Regions from separate parts of the Mus musculus genome. Here region 1 is linked to region 2. A link is a contact called in public ChIA-PET data. All regions are on one chromosome and are shown on one strand. The core of a region is the stretch at or near the end of the contact, and the rest is flanking DNA. Distances in the headings are between cores, read along the strand shown.

Evidence for each region. ChIA-PET counts read pairs in DNA pulled down with a chosen protein or histone mark.
Region 1: a contact with region 2 is called in an RNA polymerase II ChIA-PET map of memory CD8 T cells, with 11 read pairs. The contact joins two enhancer-like sites. A contact is called at or near these places in 1 of 115 datasets of contacts at active chromatin or transcription factors (memory CD8 T cells) and 1 of 9 other capture datasets (adipose tissue).

Annotation. Positions count from the first base shown.
Region 1 is chr16:33,259,980-33,265,949 of GRCm38.p6, reverse strand. It overlaps Snx4 (sorting nexin 4), which reads right to left. Exons shown (of 14, transcript NM_080557.2): 2 at 1,570-1,691. Among named protein-coding and RNA genes, the nearest start is that of Snx4, 12 kb to the right of the region's middle. Within about 2 kb of position 4,264, at least 79 of the 459 cell types and tissues checked have an H3K27ac peak or open chromatin away from gene starts, as enhancers often do. A contact at or near this core is called in memory CD8 T cells, where this site is marked.
Region 2 is chr16:32,968,798-32,975,023 of GRCm38.p6, reverse strand. Lrch3 (leucine-rich repeats and calponin homology (CH) domain containing 3) reads right to left here. Exons shown (of 21, transcript NM_001081255.1): 7 at 1,051-1,144. Among named protein-coding and RNA genes, the nearest start is that of Lrch3, 58 kb to the right of the region's middle. Within about 2 kb of position 2,328, at least 44 of the 459 cell types and tissues checked have an H3K27ac peak or open chromatin away from gene starts, as enhancers often do. A contact at or near this core is called in memory CD8 T cells, where this site is marked.

The DNA.
Region 1 (5,970 bases), core at 3,015-5,514, 290 kb before region 2:
AGAGAAGCAAATCAGTCTTGGAACAGTCCTTTGAAAACTGTGTCAGGCTCAGCATAATAGCTGCTCATCTGTTAGTTTGTTTTGATTCTTAGATGGGTTCTACTATGCTGGCCTAGCTGGCCTCAAACTCCTAAATTTAAGTGATCCTTCTATATGGGCAGGTAGTAAATGAGGCCTTAGGTTAGTGAGAGAAAGAAAAGATATTAATTTTCCCGCCTTAGCCTCCTGAGTAACTAGATTTACACTACTGTGTAGACCTGGATGTCCTGGAACTCACTGTGTAGACCAAGCTAGCCTCAAACTCACAGAAACTCACCTGTCTCTGCCTCCGGAGTGCAGAGATTAATGGCATGTGCCACCTCGCTCAGCTACCAATGTCTCTTTTCAGAAGACTTATTTTATTATTAATTATATGTGTCCTTGTGTGTATATGCCATGTGAGTGCAGGTGTTCTCAGAGGCCAAGGGATTGGATTCCTGGGAGCTAGAGGTACAGGCAATTGTGAGATGCCTGGTGCAGGTGCTGTTAAATGAACTCTAGGTCCTCTGCGAGAGCAGTATATGCTCTTACCATTAACCTATCTATCTAGGCCCCACACTACTGGTCTTAACAATTATTGCTTGTTTTCACCATTACTATTTTGAGACAAGGTATCTAACTATCTATCTGTCTGTCTGTCTGTCTGTCTGTCTGTCTATCTCCAAGGAGGGTCTTAAACTCCTGGTCCTCTTACTCTTGGTGCTAGTATTACAATTGTGCACCACTAGCCTACGTGTAAGTAGTAAGTAAGTAAATAAATAAATAAAAACACACACGTATATACACACATACACACATACGCATAATAAATATAAATAAATATAAACACACACGTATATACACACATACCCACACACACACATATATGGCTGGGCATGATGGCACAGATGCAGATACAAGAGGTGGATCTCTGCAAGTTCCAGGCCAGGCTGGTCTATACAGCAAATTTCAGACAGCCACGGCTACATAGAAACCCTGCCTATTTATTTAAAACAATAAATAAACAAAAAACCAACAATAAATAAACAAATATATTAAGCTTATTGCTAAGCCTATTAATTACATATTACTAAAAAGACAACACAATAAGAAATATAAAACACATTTTTTTTTCGAGACAGGGTTTCTCTGTGTAGCCCTGGAACTCACTCTGTAGACCAGGCTAGCCTCGAACTCAGAAATCTGCCTGCCTCTGCCTCCCAAGTGCTGGAATTAAAGGCATGCACCACCACTGCCCGGCTATAAAACACAATTTTAAATTTCCAACTTGAAATATTTAATTTTATCTCAACTTACAAGCAAATGTTATCATTGGGTTTGCCTTCCAAATTAGAAGGCGTTAATAATGGCATACAGTTTCCAAGACACTGAAGCACTCCCACATGTTCTAAAAGACAAAGTTCCACACTTCTAACAACATCCTACCACAAGAGCCAACCTCTGAAGGAGATTACAGTTATTCAGCCTCACTCTGCTCAACTGTTTGTTAGAGAACCTTTCCATCTGATGCAAGCCATCCTTGCAACCCACCGAGTCTCGATGAGGTAGGCAGTGTACGTTTCTTGCATGTTCACGGCGTTCCTTCCGGTTCTCTTCTCTGCTTCTGAAACACTGATTTCTATTTTCTTCAACCAAAAATTATTTCCCGTCATCTGGACAAAAAATAAATAAATAAATAAATAAACGGAACAGTAAAAGCCCTTAAAGATGGTACTGATAGCTGAGGTAAGAGTGGGTGAATGCGATCTCAACACAGTATAACAAAACTCCATTATTCTGTGCAATTAATATAAGACAGTGAAAATGGTATTGGAAAACCCATAGCCATACGAATAATACCCAGTACTGGTAAATGTTGGTATTCAGTCATAGGACAAACAGCTGAGGCACATATTTTACATAGCAAAGTAGATCTGACCTTCAGGTTACCCCTGCAACCCTTAGTCCCTACCTGTTATGAGGCATGGCTGGGAACAACATCCCTAGCCTCGTTCCCTGAGTCCAGTGTACCTACCCCAAGAGCAGATTCCCAAAAACCCTGCATTTATAGACTTTAATTTAGCCTGAATTGGCTATTTCACCGTTGGAGAGTAACTTATCACCAAATATTTCAGGATAGTTTGTGGGCTCAATGGGTACAGTGCTTGCCGTGCACACATGAGGCCCTGAGTCTGGATCCCAGGTCCTGGGAAAGCTGCATGGATCAGCGTATGTATATCTGTAACGCTAATGTTCCTTCCATGGCACAAAGGGAGGCAGTGACAGGAGAATTCCAGAAGCTCGTGGGCCAACTAGCCTGGCCTATGCAATGGAGAACTATGAGACCATGGTTATTCTCTAACCGCCACACACGTGCACCACAAACACACACAGATACATTATTTGAGTTGTTACAGCTTACACAACTGCAGCACATCAGCTTCTTGAGAGGCATTTTAATGGGTATCATCCATTTAATGTGTAAGCAACCAAGAATAAAGCTATACAGGAACATATAAGAAAAAGTCTTCAGATGGGCAGCAGCTAAGAGATAGATTCCTGCTTACCATGTTTGAGGCTCTAAGTTCAAGTCTCATCATTATAAAACCAAAAATCTTTAGGTTATATTACAAACTGAGGATTCTGGGAAGACTAGTAGATTATCAAGTACCAAATACCTACTAATCCATCAACACAATACATGCATAGATTCTGTCTTGTACAAAAGTATTTGCAGAGGTTCGGAATTCAGCTCAGTGAATTGTGGAACCCTTGTCTAGCAAGCACAAGGCCCTGGGTTCCAGTCTATCTTAGTTAGGTTACTATTGCTGCAATGAAAACCTTGACAAAAAACATGTTGAACGGGAGTAGGTGTATTGTATTTTGCTTACACTTCCATATCAGAGTTCATCATCCAACTGATACACACATACACATGTGTGCATAACCCTTTCATACACATGTATGCATAACCCTCTCTCCTTTTGTGAATAGGTAGCAGGAGAGAATATGTTAGAAAAAAATATAAAGATACACACATAAAAAAATGCCATGCCGGGCATGGTGGTGCGAGCCTTTAATCCCAGCACTTGGGAGGCAGAGGCAGGTGGATTTCTGAGTTTGAGGCCAGCCTGGTCTACAGAGTGAGTTCCAGGACAGCCAGGGCTACACAGAGAAACCCTGTCTGGGAAAACCAAACCAAACCAAACCAAACCAAACCAAACCAAACAAACAAAAAAACCCATAATGATATTCATTATTTTTTGCATTTGTTACCTTAAAATTAATACATAAAAAGAGATCTGAAAACAAAGAGAGTAGTTTCTTTTATTTTTACTAGAAGAACTTCAAGTCTATATAAAAAAAAAACACAAAAGAAGTGGTGGTTGACAGGTGGGAGAGTATGAGTGTGTGTGTGTGTGTGTGTGTGTATGTGTGTATGTATTCTGATGTTAATTCTGCTTTCTCAAGAGTGCTGCCCCATGAGCAGTTGATCATGTACTCAGGTGATCACATATGAACCCTCTCCCCATTTTAATTGCCCAGAGCCTATGACTGGGCAGTGGAAGGGATAGGTGGGACAGGATGTCTTTGAGAGGAGGGCAGGGAGAGAAAGGAGAATGAGAATGGAGAAGAGGGCAGAAAAAAGGAGGAGGAGGGGGAAGAGGAGGAGGAGGAGGAGGAGGAAGTCATGAGGGAGCAGAACCAAGTGGCCAGGAGAAACCACAAATAGCAAAGGGTCTTATAGCTGGGGACTAAGTTAGTATGTGTTAGATCTGCCCAATCTAGACATATATACTAACTGGATTGAGTATTTTTTATACGGGCTTATTTGGGTTGGAAATTCCAAGGACAGTCCACAGCCATTATCTATGATTGTCTTGTGCTCTTGAGTGTTGTGATTTTTGCCAGCTGCAGATAGTTTCATGACTTGGCAGATTTGAGAACCCTGAGAGGGCCTGTTGCAACTGTTGCTCCCCTTGCTGGTGTTCCACACACACACACACACACACACACACACACACACAACCCTCAACTGCTGCTGGTTCCTCCTGCTGTTGTATTTGTTATTGCTAGTTTGCTGGACTGCTGGATATTCTGACAGCAGACTGGACTTGCCCCAACAACCCTAATCAACAGGAAGTAGCCTATAGAAGTCTATGCCCCCCACTTCCCTTTCCCTTTCTAACCTACCTAGTGTTGGGGGTGTTAGAACGGGTTAGGGTGGAGTAACGGCAGGAAGGGTGGTAGAGATAAGAACACAATAAAGTAGGCAAACCCACACCAACACTCCAGTGAGAGAGTACAAGGGCAACACAGATTGAGCTTTTTTTCTTTTTTCTTCTTTCTGTTTGGGGAGGTCTCAAGGGTGAGAGTGAAGCTGGGAGGACTCAGAAGTGAGTGTGCTCAGTGTTCATGATATAAAGTTCCAATAATCAAAAGAAATATTATAGGGAGAAAAGCTACACAGGTTGTGGCGATGACTCAGTAAAGTGCTTGCTATTGATGCGTAAGAAACTAGGTTTGGTATCCCAGTACTCACAAGAAAAGCCAAGCAAAGTGCTGCACTCTTAATTCTAGCACTGGGGAGGAGGAGGCAGGGGGATCTCTGTGGTTTCTAGCTAATTCAATTTGCTAGCTCCAGGTCAGTTAGAGACATTGGCCCCTCGCCCCAAAAAAGGTAGAAAGCGATTCAGGAAGATACCCAATACGAAAATCTGGCATCTACAGAAGTCCATGTACACGTGGACACACACGAAATGCTACAGGAAAAGCAAGAGTTACGTTACATTGAGAAAACTAGAGTTATGCATGACTTACTAAAAATGGATTCGATGATGAAAAGCAGATAATATACTTAGGAAGCATGCCCAGGAAAACGCAGATAGTGATGGGTATTTATATACACAAGAGAAAGTAAGAGCCAGAAAGAAGCCCTTCAGCCAAAAGCAAGCTCAAGAGATTACCTAAGACAAGCCGGTAACCATCAGGATGGTGAAAACCTCACTGGCTGAGATGCACATACCCTAAACTAAACCTTCCGACTCACCACCATCTGCTCCAGGGAAAACTCTCTCAAATTTGAAAGCACACACTGATAAAGCAAATTCCTTCTCAGCCCAAACAATAATGCATTCTCATGATGTTAGTCTGTCATACTATCCAGTTAGAATAAACACAAAATCTTTAAAAAGCACAAGTTCAAGAATAATAAAGCTGTTGGGCAGTGCTGGTGCACACTTTTAACCTCAGCATCAGAAGGCAGAGGTGGGTGGATGTCTAGCTAGCCTGATCTACACATCAAGTGTCAGACCATCCAGAGACAATACAGCATGTTGGCAAACTCATCTCAAACAGTTTCTGGGAAAAGGCTCTTCACAGTCTGCTTATATTATGGTTTGAATCCGCAACGTGTCAGTGCTCCCTCTCACCCATCACCCCCTCAGTCCCCTGCTGGTGGGGTAACTCTGTAATCTGGTAAAACCTTAGGAGGTTGTATTATGGAGGAACTAGGTCACTGGGGCAGTGTCTTTGAAGTGGCTTCTCCCTGCCTGATGAAGGGGCAGCCTCCTTCACATGCTCTAGCCACTATGACACTCTGCCCCAGGCAGAATGGAGCCAAGCAGTCAGGTACACCAGGGAGCCATGACCAACCCTCAAGTTGTTTCTGTCACGTACTTACTTGGTCACAATTACACAAGTACAGGGCTGGAGAGATGGCTCAGTGGTTAAGAGCACTGACTCTTCTCCCGGAGGTCCTGAGTTCAAATCCCAGCAACCACATGGTGGCTCACAACCACCTGTAATGAGATCTGACGCCCTCTTCTGGTGTGTCTGAAGACAGCCACAACGTACTTATGAATCAAAAAAAAAAAAAAAAAAAAAAAAAGATACAGGTACAAATTATAAATGTGAGGTTTCAAAATGCAGAAAGTTTCCTGAGACCAAGTC
Region 2 (6,226 bases), core at 1,079-3,578:
CATACATACATGCATACATACATATATAGCTAACTACAAATTTCAAGTTTTGATCTAATTTTGTTTTGACTTACTATTTATTTAATTTATTTACTTATTTAGGTTTGACAGGGTCTCACTATGTAGCTCTGGTTGGCCTGGACTTATATAGTCCTGGTTAGCCTTGAACTCACAGAGATCCACCTGCCACTGCCTCCTGACACTGAGATTGAAGGCATTCAAGGCACTGTGCTACTCACCAGGCTTCTGTCTGGAATCTCAATGACACAGTGTTATAAAATGGCTGTTATCAGCACCTCTAGCAAACGTGTAGTCCTTTAATTGGTAGTTAAAATATATCCTAGTAATTTTACAAAGCAATGGATTTCATTGGAAACTCTAATAGAATTAATTAATCAAAACAAGAACCCATGCAATTTGTGGCATGTGAATGAACTCACTGAGCTGTGCCACCTTCTGTGGGGCTCCAGCCAGTGCCTGCTGGAGAGGACTCCACTTTTGAGCTGTCACTTAAAGCTCAGGTTCCCCTTCCTCACCCATCAGTGTCCAGTCCTGCGCACTTTCCCAGCCTCCAGCACACCCATTCTATCACCATCTCCGCCGCAGACCACCCTGGCCCTCACATGGATGTCAGGGCTTCTCATGGGGTTGAGACAGTTGCTATGCAGTGCAAGCTGTTCTGGAACTTACTGCATAGGCCAGGCTATCTTCAAACCATGGTCCTCCTGCCTCAGCCTCCTGAGAGCTAGCTAGGGTTATAGAAATGTGTTACCACAGCCACTAGGCTTCAGCTTTAACCACCTCACTTCCTACTCAGCTTTCCAGAATATCTGTGCATAAGACTGGGTAACAAATCTGAAAGAGGATACATGGCAAAAGGTGCTTTTAAAAGAAACAGTGTAGAATTCCCAGGTGGTAGGACTATGTAGGGTTTTTGCTCTTTGACATTTCTCTATTTTACCTAATAAATTGAATTCCAATTTAGATATTCCCCTTAATTTAATTTATTTTTCAAAATCAGGATTTTTAACACATGAACAGAACACTTACCTCATTCCCTGACCATCTCTTATCACCACTATCCACACTATTGAAGCCTGAATCCAGGGCTCCGTAAGGACGGCCTGAGTACAGTTCTTCATGGCTGTCCAAAATAAGTGTTACATGTTACTATGAGGTTTTATATTTTTCAAAGTAGCATTTGAAATTAACCAGTTATAATTTTATTAACCAACACGCTCATGACACTTGGCCACATAAATATTTGAGCTAAGTGAGCATTCTCTGAACTTTTAAAGAAGAAAATCCCAAATAGGAACAAAGTAAACAGAATAGTACGAGGCCCCAAACTCAGTATCCAGTTTGAAAAGTACCACTGCTCAACTTTGTTTTCACTGCACTCAGTTTTAATGCCATCTTACCAAGCAGTGGATTTCTCCTAACAGCCTCTCATACTTGGTGCCAGCACACTTTGTCGCCATGGGTTCATCTCCCTCCCTCCCTCCCTTCTAGCTGTTTTCTTTCTCCCTTTCTGCTTTTCAGCACAGGTCTTCCACTGCCCTCTCTTTCCATTTCCTTAAGATCTCTTCCTCCACTCTCATGATCCTCTTTCACACACAATGATGCTAGCTTTCACACACATGCAAATGCAGGTCGGTCCTCACACAAACATCATCCTTATCTGGCTTTGGCAGTAGTGAAATCCTGACTTCCCCGGGTAAGTTTGGCAGTGTTCTTTCTCTGCCAATGGACAGCACTGGTGCTAGCTACTCTTTAAATTTTGTGCTGTTTTGAGATAGGGTTCACTATCTCACCTTGGATGTCCTGGAACTCATAATGTAGACAAAGATGAGCCAGAACTCACAAAGATCCATGTGCTGCTGCCCCTGAGTACTGGATTAAATTTGTGTGCCAACACACCTGGCTTGTTTTTATCTTTAATAATATTCTTCCAAATAAAATTTACATATATTTAAATATTAGGAGTATAATCTTAACAAAATACTGTATCTTTGTAATTCTATCACAACAGAAGACATTTCTATTTGCCAGAACTGTTCTCATACACTTCTATGTAGTTAATTCTGGTCACCTTGTTATTGTTGTTAGGGTAAACGACTGCTCTGAGGTGTTTAGGTCTTAAATGGGTACGGAAACTTGAGTAACAGTTACTAAGGAACATATAACCATCAAAGAATCTCAGATCTTTTACTAAGCATCAGCAGTGCAAGATGCCACATCCTGACTCATGGAAGACCCTGAGACAGGCCAAACCGACTGTCAGAAGCAGTCAGCTGTCTGCTGGGTCTTGTGGTAGAAAAGAGAACTGGCTTAGCTGGGGGCAGGGAGTGCGGGGAAATGGAATTGTCGTGCATGCTGGCTGTGCCAGTGGCTAATGAGTAGCTAGTTCCCCAAACTCACAGAACTACCCACTCCACCTGGTAGAGGTTACTGTTTGTCTGAAAGCTCTGCTCCTGCACTTCTGTAAACAGTGCCTGAGCACCCTGGCTGCTCTACAGCCTCACTTTTGCTATGTCACTTTTCTTCAACTGTGGCTCTGTATGGATATCTAGTCTTAATTTGCATTCCTGTGATCAATAACAATATTGAGTACTTTGTTGTGTATGTACTGACCATATAAATCTCTTTCTGAAGAGTCCTTTCAAGCTCATTTCTCATTGGGTTTTTTTATTACTAAGTTGCAGGTATTAGTTGTACATCTGGATGCAGGTTGCTTTACAAATAGTTTCCCAGGCCATGGCTGCTAACATTTTCTTCTGATGGATAGCTTCTCCCAGGTTTGATGAAGTCTAACTTATTCTTTCTTTTATAGCTGCCATTGTCTCTGTGATCCGCAGTGTGTGTGTGTGTTCCTCAATCACTCCCCACTTTATTTTCCAGCACTGTCTTGCATTGCACCTGGAGCTCAGAGTTGGCTAGACTGGCTGGCCAGTAAGTTCTAGGAATCTGCCCGTCTCTGCCTCCCCAGTGCAAGGATTACAGATGTGAATCGCCATGCCCAGGCTTTTAGGTGGGTGCTGGGGATCTAAACTCAAGTCCTTAAGCTTTCAATTGAGCGGTCTCCCAGCCCCAGAGGTACACTTTCAGGAGTTTTATACCTTTACTTATTGTTTCTTTTTAAACATACTTTTAAAGTTGAGCTTAATTAGAAATCTAAAAAAATAGCAAATCAAATTAAAAAAATTAGTGCATCAGTATTTTACCTAATAAAATCTTCCTAGGTAGAAAAGCAACTTTAAATTGTAAATTTAAAATAAATGGTGTTTTTTTTTTTTTTTTTTGTGGTAGTTGTTTTTTTAAAACAGGGTTTTATTCTGTCCAAATTGGCCTCGAATTTTTGATCCTCCTGTTTCCATCTCTCAAGTGCTAAGGTTACAGGCATGTCCAGCTAACATCTTCTGTATAACTATCTTCTGATAGTGACTTTGATACTCCATATTACTTTGGTTCATGAACATAATTTTTATGAGTTATAAAGTCATGTCACAGTGTAACAGAACATAAAAGGACAACTGGACACTATCACTTAACCTCTGTAAAACAGTCGGGACCTTTCTGTTCACTTGTTAAACATAACAGACCTGCATGTGAAGGCAAGGCAGCTTTCAAGGCTTGCCACTTTCTATACTGATACAGGGGAGTTCAGGTGGGCAGTACTCAGTTCCCTATTAGACAGCTGTCCCTGCACTATGTCTAATAAACCTTTTTTCTTTTCTTCCTTTTTTTGAGACAGAGTTTCTCTGTGTAGTACTGGCTGTCCTGGGACTCTCTCTGTAGACCAGGCTAGCCTAGAACTCAGATCTGCCTGCCTCTGCCTTCTGAGCACTGGGATTAATGTTGTGTGATAATACCACCAGCTTAAATTTATTTCCTTAACGACAAATGAAAGGTACTACTTTATAGACAATAATATAAAGATCTATCTGTCCAAAGTGTGAAAAGATATACATGAAAAACAGATTTATCTTTTGGCATTTTTTTTCCTACCTGCCCCCACAGAGATCATTTAACTTAAAAGCAGAAACAAAACAAAAAGTAAAAAAACTTCTCAGCATAATTATAAATTTACTTTTCTAAAGAAAAATTTCTCTAACTTTATATTTAATAATTCACATTACACTAAAGTTGGTAAAGTAGTATAATGAATAAGATTTTTTTGGATAATATTCCTAAGATTTGTCTGAAAGCCCAGACCTTAAGGTATCCTGTGCGTTTCAACACAGCAAACTCAGGCCAAGGTGACCAAGTGTAAGAGCTACCTAGTGAAGTACATAAGCCATACTAGAAAGATTCTTTTGGGAAGCAGGTTACATAGCTTAATGGTAGAGAATGTGCCTGGCAGATGCATTACTGTAGTTTGTTTTTTTATCTAGTATATCCTCCTACATCCCCGTTCAGGGCAGGAACTGAAGTGGAGACAGACCATGGAGGAGTGAACGCTCCGTGCTGGCTTGCCCCCATCCTTTGCTCAGTTTGCTTTGCACACGGCTGAGGACCGCCTGCTCAGAAGTGTACTATCCATTTGTCTGGAGACTCTTACATCAGTCAGTAATCAAGAAAATTCCCCACAGACTTGCCTACAGGCAAATTCTATTATGGCGGCATTATTTTCTCATTACAGTTCCCTGTTCCCAAATGACTTTATAGTTTGTGTCAAGTATGACAAAAACTAAGCAGCACACACTCATTGGTTTAATCCCCAGTACCACAAGTAAGTAAATAATCTCTTTCTACAGCTGCCGGAAAAAATATGTATGTTCCATATTTACCAAATGCTTCTTTGTAACACACACAAATACATCCTGGAAGTTAGGTAGACGCCTGCCATCATTGTTTTTACCCATAAACGGCAGCCTCCTTAACTGTCTCTAAAGGTCTCCAAATGCACAGGGAGCCTCTACAGCACGGTGCCGCCGCGGTGTAGAGCTCAGTGCGTTGTGATGAAGCCTCCTAGGCTTGCGGTTCAAGACAGCCTCCTTGTTACTGAAACTAAGTCTTAGCGTCTTCCTTGATAGATAGCGCCCACTGATATCGCAGAGCTGCGTGAACACAAACTGAGACATTAGCACCTACGGACTGGACAGAGCCGTGTACAAAGCATCAAGTAAGGGGTCATGGCGGTAAGGATTTGGTCTTAGGAGAGCACTGTCTGTTAAGTCACTACATCCGTTGTTTCAACTGAGCATGTGGATCAATCCTTTACTGAAGGTCACACAATGTTTTAGAATGTTAAGAATATTAAGTATGGGGGCTGTAGAGATGGCTCAGCGGATAAGAACACTAACTGCTCTTCAGAAGGTCCTGAGTTCAAATCCCAGCAAACACATGATGGCTCACTACCACCTGTAATGAGATCTGATGCCCTCTTTTGCTGCATCTGAAGACAACTACAGTGTATTTATTTATAATAATAAATAAATCTTTGGGTCAGAGAGAGCAGGGACTGAATGAGCGGGGTTGACCAGAGCAAGCAGAGGTCCTAAATACAATTCCCAACAACCACATGAAGACTCACAACCATCTGTACAGCTATAGTGTACTCATTGCTATACATAAAATAAATGAATAAATCTTTAAAAAAAAAAAAAAGAACATTAAGTATAGCTTCCACTTTGGGCCGGTGCCCTGAGCAGACCTTGAGTGAGAACTCCCCAATCAGTCCCACAACACCCAGAGGAAGATCCACTCAGGATCACAGGATCAGAGGTGCCCTGAGCAGACCTTGGGCACAAACTCTACAGCCAGTCCTACAACACTCAGAAAAAGCTCCACTCCCAGGCTCTCTAATATGTCCAGGTCCACAGGATCCCAGGAGCTTGGTCACACCAGGATCTCAGGGTCCCAGAGGCAGCTTGACTCCCAGGAGCTTGGACACACCCAGGACCTCAGGATTACAGGATCCCAGAATCAGAGGATCACAGAGACAGCTGAACTCTGAGAAGTTCTGACACAACCAGGATCACAGGAAGGACAGGCTCCAGTCAGATATATCGAGGGCAGGTTGCACTAGAGATAATCAGATGGTGGGAGGCAAGCATAAGAACATAAGCAACAGAAACCAAGGTAACTTGGTATCATCAGAACCCAGTACTCCCACCACAGCAAGTCCTGGTTACACCATCACACCAGAAAAGCAAGATTCGAATCTAAAATCACTTCTCATGATGGTGCTAGAGGACTTAAGAAGGACGTAAATAACTCCCTT